Linked DNA regions of Mus musculus: all the other regions are linked to region 2. The links are chromatin contacts, called in public ChIA-PET maps. All regions are on one chromosome and are shown on one strand. Each heading gives the region's core, a stretch centred on a gene start, on an enhancer-like site or on the middle of the called end of the contact. The rest is flanking DNA. Distances are from core to core; before and after follow the strand shown.

What was found. ChIA-PET counts read pairs in DNA pulled down with a chosen protein or histone mark.
Region 1: an RNA polymerase II ChIA-PET map of memory CD8 T cells shows a contact between it and region 2, with 18 read pairs. The contact joins two enhancer-like sites.
Region 3: a contact with region 2 is called in an RNA polymerase II ChIA-PET map of memory CD8 T cells, with 57 read pairs. The contact joins two enhancer-like sites. A contact is called at or near these places in 6 of 39 promoter capture datasets (the C10 cell line, the HPC-7 cell line, cranial neural crest and 3 more), 2 of 484 Hi-C or Micro-C datasets (the 3T3-L1 cell line and bone marrow-derived macrophages) and 20 of 115 datasets of contacts at active chromatin or transcription factors (the 230-238 cell line, the SCID.adh cell line, T-cell acute lymphoblastic leukemia and 15 more).

What each region holds. Positions count from the first base shown.
Region 1 is chr10:59,973,641-59,976,340 of GRCm38.p6, forward strand. No RefSeq gene overlaps it. Among named protein-coding and RNA genes, the nearest start is that of Ddit4, 23 kb to the left of the region's middle. Within about 2 kb of position 1,276, at least 196 of the 459 cell types and tissues checked have an H3K27ac peak or open chromatin away from gene starts, as enhancers often do. A contact at or near this core is called in memory CD8 T cells, where this site is marked.
Region 2 is chr10:59,379,579-59,382,278 of GRCm38.p6, forward strand. No RefSeq gene overlaps it. Among named protein-coding and RNA genes, the nearest start is that of Pla2g12b, 23 kb to the right of the region's middle. Within about 2 kb of position 1,358, at least 62 of the 459 cell types and tissues checked have an H3K27ac peak or open chromatin away from gene starts, as enhancers often do. A contact at or near this core is called in memory CD8 T cells, where this site is marked.
Region 3 is chr10:59,900,813-59,903,512 of GRCm38.p6, forward strand. No RefSeq gene overlaps it. Among named protein-coding and RNA genes, the nearest start is that of Gm46226, 4.4 kb to the left of the region's middle. Within about 2 kb of position 1,414, at least 54 of the 459 cell types and tissues checked have an H3K27ac peak or open chromatin away from gene starts, as enhancers often do. A contact at or near this core is called in memory CD8 T cells, where this site is marked.

The DNA of each region.
Region 1 (2,700 bases), core at 26-2,525, 590 kb after region 2:
GGACACACCCACAACACAGAGAGACTCCATCTCGGGAGTAAGGAGACTGTCAGAGGACACCTGATGACTACAGTCATCCCTGGAGCCCTGGAATCCATGGTGGGAAAGAGAAAAGAGACTCCCACAGTGGTCCTCTGTCCTCTCCATGCACACCAATGGTGTGCACATAAACACACACTAACTAGATGCAATAAAAAAAAGAGAGAGAGAAAGAAAGCACCTACTGGCAGGCCGGGTAAGGCCTTGCATTCTATCTGTAAGCACTGCCGTGGCAGAAAAATCAAATACACAAATAAACAAACACCACCCCACTCAGAAGGCTTGTATTCCCAAGTATCTCTGGAGAACTTGGCGGTCAAAGGTTCATTACCATGATGGTTTAACATTAGCTCCCAGCATCCAGAAGACAGGAAAACATAGAGATGCTGGCTAGTTATTTCCTGAACTTCAAGGATGTTTTGTTATGTGCGACACCAAGAACCCTGGGAGAATCTATGGAGGTGGCTGGGGACCACACTATAGCAGCCAGAGGTAGGAGAGACAACACTGTAGGGAAGCCAAGGCCTGTGAGGTCAGGCACTAGGACCCAGAGGCTGAGAGGGGAGCAGCCCCCGCAGGGTAAGTTCAGAGCCAGAACACAATGTTCTCAGCTCACCCACAGGAAACCCTGAAGAAGAGAACCGCACATGGCCTCTGCTGGGTGTGTTCTACTCTTGGCCTTTTATTCTCTCCCTTAACCTCGGTCCTCACTTTCACATCCTGTAACCTGCAAAGCCCACACACCCCACCCTTCTGAGCTGGTCCCAGGCCCCAGGAGAGCAATCAAGTCAGGAAGCCCAGGGTCTCTAACCTTGGTTTCCTGAATGGACCTTTGTGGCGGAAACTTTTTATAGTGCAGGAGGCAGGCTCAGACAAAGCCGCGCTTCTAGCTTTGGTGAGGGGAAACAGCTGATGGCTCTGTGCCTCCTCCTCCCTTCCTCCCCAAGGCCAGGCCCCACCTGAGACCAGTGAGGACAGCCACCTTTGCAGCATAGGTCACCCTGGGGAGCTGGGGCCACGTTTGCATCAGAACACCCTGTGATGTGGTTCCTAGTTTTTATTTCCACAAATGCTATGATATGTTGTCCCATAGTGCTATTTTTACTGAATTAAGAAAAAACAAAACACCAAAAGAACAGCAAATGTCTGCAAAACCAGCAGGCCTGGGACAGGGAAGGACAAGGTGAACTTCCTTTCCTGCAGCCTGCTATCTTGGTTTGTGGTCTGGTGTCCCTCACCCCCCAGATGCTATGTTCAGTCTTACTGTTTGCCTCTGTGTCTGTTCACTTCTTTGAGGCAGTGTCTCTAGGGGCCTGGACGAGCTGCTATAACCCATGGTGATAATGATGTGTCGCTGTCTCCCCCAGCACTGTTCTGACAGCCATGAGCCATAACAGCTGGCTATGTGAGTTTGTTGGGTCACAGAAGCACAGCTCTGAAACCTCTGCCACTTATTCTGGTGTTTTCTTAGTGACTTCTTCAAACATATGGCTACGCACTGGCCTTCTGGACCCAAGGATGAACACAAGAGAGCCCAGCAAGCTCCAAAGAAGTGCTTGCTAACTGTGCCGGTGTGTGTGCGCGTGTGTGTGCGTGTGCATGCGTGTGTGTGTGTGTGTGTGTGTGTGTGTGTGTGTGTGTACGCCACAGGACAGGAACAGAGCTGTGACAGGTTGCACTTGTTACTTCTTCATTTTGTGAGGCTGGCCTTGAACTTGTTACATAGCTGAAGGTGACCTTGAAAACTTGACCTTCCTACCTTTCCATCTTTCCATCCTGAGTGCTGCAGTTATTAGTACATGCTTGGGGCTGAGCCCAGGGTCTTGTGCATGCCAGTCAAACACTCTACAAGCTAAGCCATATCATCCAAGTCCCATTTTTGGCTTCTGTTAAACATACATTTTAAGCCAGATGGGGGTGGCTTTAATCCCAGTACTCAAGAGGCAGAGGTAGGCAGATCTCTGAGTTTGAGGCCAGCCTGGTCTACAGAGTGAGTTCCATGACAGCTAGGGCTACACAGAGAAACCCTGTCTGGAAAAAAACAAAAAACAAAAAACCACAACAAAACCTATGTGTGTGTATATTTTATATATATATTATACTATATATAATATACATATATATATATATATGTATATAACACATACACACACACACATATATAATGTGTATGAGTGATGAGTGTTTATCCAAGTGTCTGTTTGTATACGGTGCTAGTGGAAGTCAGAAGAGGATATTGGATCCACTAAAACTGGAGCTACAAATGGTTGTGAGCCACCCTGTGAGTGCTGGGAACCAAAACAACCCATTGCTCTGCAAGAACCGTACCTGCCCTTCCGTGCTGAGCCATCTCTCTAGTCCCCCCTCACCCCATTTCTGGCTTCTTTTTGTTGTTGTTGTTGTTGTTGTTTTTCAAGACAGGGTTTCTCTGTGTAGCCCTGGCTGTCCTGGAACTCACTCTGTAGACCAGGCTGGCCTCGAACACAGAAATCTGCCTGCCTCTGCCTCCGGAGTGCTGGGATTAAAGGCATGTGCCACCACGCCCAGCTCCTTTCTGGCTTCTTTATGGCCTGCATGTGAATCTCTGTGGGTCCTCACTCCAGTCCTGTAAAGAGATTCAACTAGGTTTTAGGATGCTGTTGTGAGAATTTTCTCCTGGGG
Region 2 (2,700 bases), core at 108-2,607:
TTGTTCAGAGCAGAGAGAACTCCTAGCTTTGGAGGGCATAGTGGTGCTGAGCAGGGTTGAGGATGCTGAGAGGCTGAGATGCTCGCTGGCTGCTAAGAAATGGACGAGGTTCAGAATGTCGACAGGCAATGGGAGCCAAAAAGTAAAGGGGCCGTCAGGGCAAGGTGGGAAGTTAGTGTGGTAAAAGAGGAGAAGAAAATGGGGAAAAGTGAAGAAACCCACTACGGACCCGGACTCGGGAAGGATGGAAGCGTACCCAATAGGGAGGGCGTTTGCCTGCATATGTGAATGTGCAAATTTCAGAGTAGAGGCAGTCAGACAGGGACACAGGGATGCTCTGGTGGCAGGGCCCTGTAGCTGGAGAGATGTGAAAGGTCAGTTCTCCAAGGGTTAACAAAGCAACCCCCTCCAGTGGGGTGACTGATAATTTGAGGAGAGTCACCACAGGGTTTACCCTTCCGGGATGGGGGTGGAGCTCTTGATAATTAACTTTAAATACAAATACCAGATACTCTTTTTCACCACTATCACTGCCCACTGCCTGCCAAGGGTTGTGTGCACTATCTCAGGCTTTTTAACTAGAGCCAGGAAGTGGCTCTTCTCAGTTTCCTCACTTAAGCCCTCGGCAAACATGGGCCAGGGCCTAGCTTTCCTTCAGATGCTCTGCCTTGTAGACTGACAGTCTATCCAAAGACACGGATGTCCTGCAGGGCCTCCACTGAGTCTGTCCTGGAGGCTCCCCTACTCTGCAGGGAGAGGGAGAGCCTTATTAGAGACCAGGCAATGGATACTGAGCTTGGTTCCCAGGATTCACTGAATACAGGGATGGTCTGAAAGAAAAAAGGAGAAACTTTAAAAGGTGAGGTGGGGTTCTCAGTTTCAGTTTCTCAGCAGCAGGGTGGGGATGAGGATGTGGGTGTGCCAGTAGGTTCTGAGAGGGATGGGGGCAGGGAGAAACCCAAACAACAACAGTGAGCTACAGCTACACTACAGGACTTGGCAGGAGCCTTGGTTACACTCGGATCTCTTGCCCAGGGCAAGATCTGCACACTATCTCCCCTGTGCCTTTGTCAGAGGCTGCTCCAGGGTAACTGATAGCCAGGCTACTTCCAAATGCTCAGCACCAGCAGACCAGGAGCCAACACCCTGCAGTGTAAGGAACAGGCCTGGGAACGGAGGCACTGCTCTACTGGGTGGTGTTCACAACTCAGAATCTGACCTCAAGTTACTCAGCATGTTTGGATGCCTCACTGTGCTTTCCCACTCACATTGGCGGCAATATCTACCTTACCCAGTCCCGAGGAATACACCCATAGACACCGACCCCTGTAGAGTACACTGCACTTCCTCCACCTTTCATGACTTCCTGCTAGGACCTGTGTATGCCATCGCTCTGTCAAGGTTTGACCTACAGTGAGCCCTCTAGGTTTCCATGGCCATTTTGCCTTGTCTTCCATTTCCATGGTCTCCCAGCAGGCTCACTGAGCTATAATCGGGGCTCTATAGTCCAGTGTCCTGAATACACAAATATAACACATGTACTTGTGTGTAGCACACTTGGCTCTGGAAAAATGTTGTAGGGTTGGGACTTTGAGCCTGGGGTTACAGACTCATCTTACCCTGCAGAAATCCAGTTTACATGAAGCTGACAGACAAATCAGCATGGTCTTGAACATGCTACATGAAGATAACAAGGTGTGTGTTGGGGGAGCGTACAATCTTTTTAAAATACTAGGCAATGTACTGGCTGGTTTTGTGTGTCAACTTGACACAGGCTGGAGTTATAACAGAGAAAGGAGTTTCACTTGGGAAGTGCCTCCATGAGATCCAACTGTAAAGCATTTTCTCAATTAGTGATCAAAGGGGTAGGGCCCATTGTGGGTGGTGCCATCCCTGGGCTGGTAGTCCTGGGTTCTATAAGAAAGCAAGTTGAGCAAGCCAGGGGAAGCAAGCCAGTAAGTAACATCCCTCCATGGCCTCTGCATCAGCTCCTGCTTCCTGACCTGCTTGAGTTCCAGTCCTGACTTCCTTTGGTGATGAACAGCAATGTGGAAGTGTAAGCTGAATAAACCCTTTCCTCCCCAACTTGCTTCTTGGTCATGATGTTTTGTGCAGGAATAGAAACCCTGACTAAGACAGGCGGTCTCATTTCTATTATAAGCTTAAAAAAATTTAGAGTTGTGAGGTTGGAGAGATAAAGGCATTGTTAAAGTGCCTGCTTGTGGGAAGCCGCCCCCACATTCGCCGTCACAAGATGGCGCTGACATCCTGTGTTCTAAGTTGGTAAACAAATAATCTGCGCATGAGCCAAGGGTATTTACGACCACTTGTACTCTGTTTTTCCCGTGAACGTCAGCTCGGCCATGGGCTGCAGCCAATCAGGGAGTGATGCGCCCTAGGCAATGGTTGTTCTCTTTAAAAGAGGGAAGGGGTTTTCGTTTTCTCTCTCTTGCTTCTTGCGCTCTCTTGCTTCCCTCTCTTGCTTCTTACACTCTGGCCCGATAAAGATATAAGCAATAAAGCTTTGCCGTAGAAGATTCTGGTTGTTGTGTTCTTCCTGGCCGGTCGTGAGAACGCGTCTAATAACAATTGGTGCCGAATTCCGGGACGAGAAAAAACTCCGGACTGGCGCAGGAGGGATACTTCATTTCAGAACCAGAACTACGGATCACGTTTATAAAGGTTCCCGTAACACAGACT
Region 3 (2,700 bases), core at 164-2,663, 520 kb after region 2:
CATGACGTGGGTGTCCACCTGCCGTTCAGGACTGTGTCCCTCCATTGGAATCAGCCCCAGAAGCAGCATTTATAAAAGTTATTAGTGTTGCTGTGGACTCCAGCTGCTTCCCACTCAAGACTGCCTTCATATGCAGTGGCTGGGTAACCTCAGGCATGTCACTCAGCCTCATGTACACAATGAGTGGGGCACAGACACTGGGCTTATTGGATGGTCATGTTGGATAGGAGTCAGCTCCCAAGAAGTGCTTCACACAGTGTCTGGTCACAGCAAGCTCCATCCAAGCGCCATTTGTCCTGTCAACAAAGATTACCTGACACTGATGTCAAGTCCTATTCTAGACCCTGTAACCACAGAGATGACAGAGGAGCCGGTGCTCTTGAGGAAGTGGGGGAGGGGGGAGTGTGTCTGGTTGGCACTCTCTTGGTGCGGAGATTCCAGCCAGAGGGAGCAGTGTGACAGAGGCCTGAAGATGAAGAGGGGCAGGAAAGCACGGGGCAGCATGTAGGCCAGATGGCTGCCTGTAATTATCACACCAGTCATTCGCAATAGTCTTGGGCAGAGAGAAACGTCACTAATACAAAAAAAAAAAAACAAACAAACAAACCTGCGCATACCTCCTCCTGCCTGTCCCCTATGTCATCCCAGAAACATCTCAGCCACCCTTGGTGCCTTTCCTGGCCAGGGTCTAGGAGTGGTTCTGTAAGGCAAAAGAGAAGCTATATGGAACGTGGGGAGACTGGGATATCATTTACCCAAACTCCAGTCATAATATGTTCCCCAAAGCCAGGGCTCAGGCCTACTGTCACCTCCTTAGCCAGTTGGGCAGGAAATAAGGCCCAGCATACAGGCCAGTCAGAGGCAGCAGGCAGCTGTGTAGGTTTACTCAGCCAGGCAACCCCACCAAGGTCTGGTGCCACACCTTGCCCACCCAGCCCTTCTGAGTTGATCTAAATGAAGTCCCTAGGAAGGTCTGGATTGGCTGTCTTAGCTCAGACACTGGGTAGGCTTTCCTTGGGAGAGATGCCTCAGTGTGGTTGACCCCAAAAAGGGCAAGGATCAAGCTTGGGACTTTAGGGGACTCGGGTTGGCTGTTCCAGTATCCTATCTTATTGTGCACCTTTCTTTTGGATGAGGAAGCACAAGAGACAGCAACTTAAACCTATGGGATGCTGAGTGTGTCAGCCAGGCCTTCTTCCTCCATAGTGACATCACCCAAATTGCCCTGACCATGTCACTCCTAGTGATGCTGTCCTGGCTCCACGCAGACAGCATGCCCTGGCATGCACACTGAAGCCTCGAAGCCTTCTCTGCCTCTGGCCCACCTCCTGCTGTTTGCAGCTTGGGGCTGCCCTTCCTCCACCTGCAGTGTTGAACGCCCACCCGGATGCTGAGACATGCACAGATTCTCTCCTCTCCAGCCTTCAGTGCCTGGGCCCCAACCTTCAGCCGTGTCTGCACAGTGGCCTAGCAGTGTCTGCCTCCTTTGGCTTGGCGGGTGCTTGCGCTGTGTGTCACCCTTTCTGTTCCACACACACACACACATCACACACACCAGCTGTGTGACTCCACAGTGGGGGAGGACAGAAGGGACCCCTGGGCAGAGACAGCTGTCTGACTTACCATCTCCTTTGCAGAGCACCTGTGGGCCACTTTGCAGCCACAAATTCAGACCAGGGTGTGTCTAAGGCAAAAGACCCACCAGATAGTAGGCCTCACGACTAGCAAGGAGGGTCTTTCTCCATTGCCCCACCTCCTGAGGGAAGCAGAATCCTACTGAAAATGTCCCCAGTTCCTCTCCCTAAGAGAACTCAGAACCAGGAGTCAGTTTGAGAATGGCCAGGGAGCAGCCACTGTCTCCTGCCCTCAGCCTGTGCCAGGCGGCACCACCCATGTCTGGAATCAGAAACAGTTCTGTTCTCGGCTTCCCCAGTGCTATCCTGGCCAGTAGCCTCCAGGTTACCTCTGGCATCATTGCCACCTACTGGCGACCAGCCATGGCCCTGTGTTCTAACATTGACATCCTAGACCCCAAACTGTCCTTAGCCACAACGGAGAGCTACCACCAGCACTGCAAGAGCCACCCAGGTAGCAGATGTGTTCTGTAAGAGGGTCAGCCTCCAAGGCACGGGGCCCTCCCGGAAGGCTGCGGACCTGTCTCTGCGAGGGAGGCTGGGGGGTGGGGGTGGGATCTGAAGCAATGTGTAAAAGACCACATGGATACCAAGGTCCAGTCCCAGCAGGAACAGAAAACACTCACTCGCCGCTGGTAGTGTTTGTAAAATTCATCATAATGACTGCCATCATTCTCCCACAGGCCTCCCCATTTATCATCTAGCCTGCCAACCTCTGTCAGCCACCAAGTTTGCAGGTGTTCAAGTTCCTGGACACTAGCATGACTCAGTGCAGGACCCCAAAACCCCAAGGGTCACGAGTCTTCAGGACCCTGAGCTCTGCCTTCGCTAGCTCATTGCTGAACCTGGTGGGATCACAGCCCACGGGATCAAATAGCATGAGCTACATCTGCCAATATTAATAGCTCCAGAGCCTGGCTGCCTGGGCTGCCGCAGCCTGAGCTGAAACACAATTCGAGGAACTGTTGTTGACTTAGCTCTGTTTCCAGCTAGGAAGGCGGCTGGGAGGGACATGGGAAAGGTTGGGACAGCGAGTGAGCAGGGATTATGGTGGAAGAAATAGGGG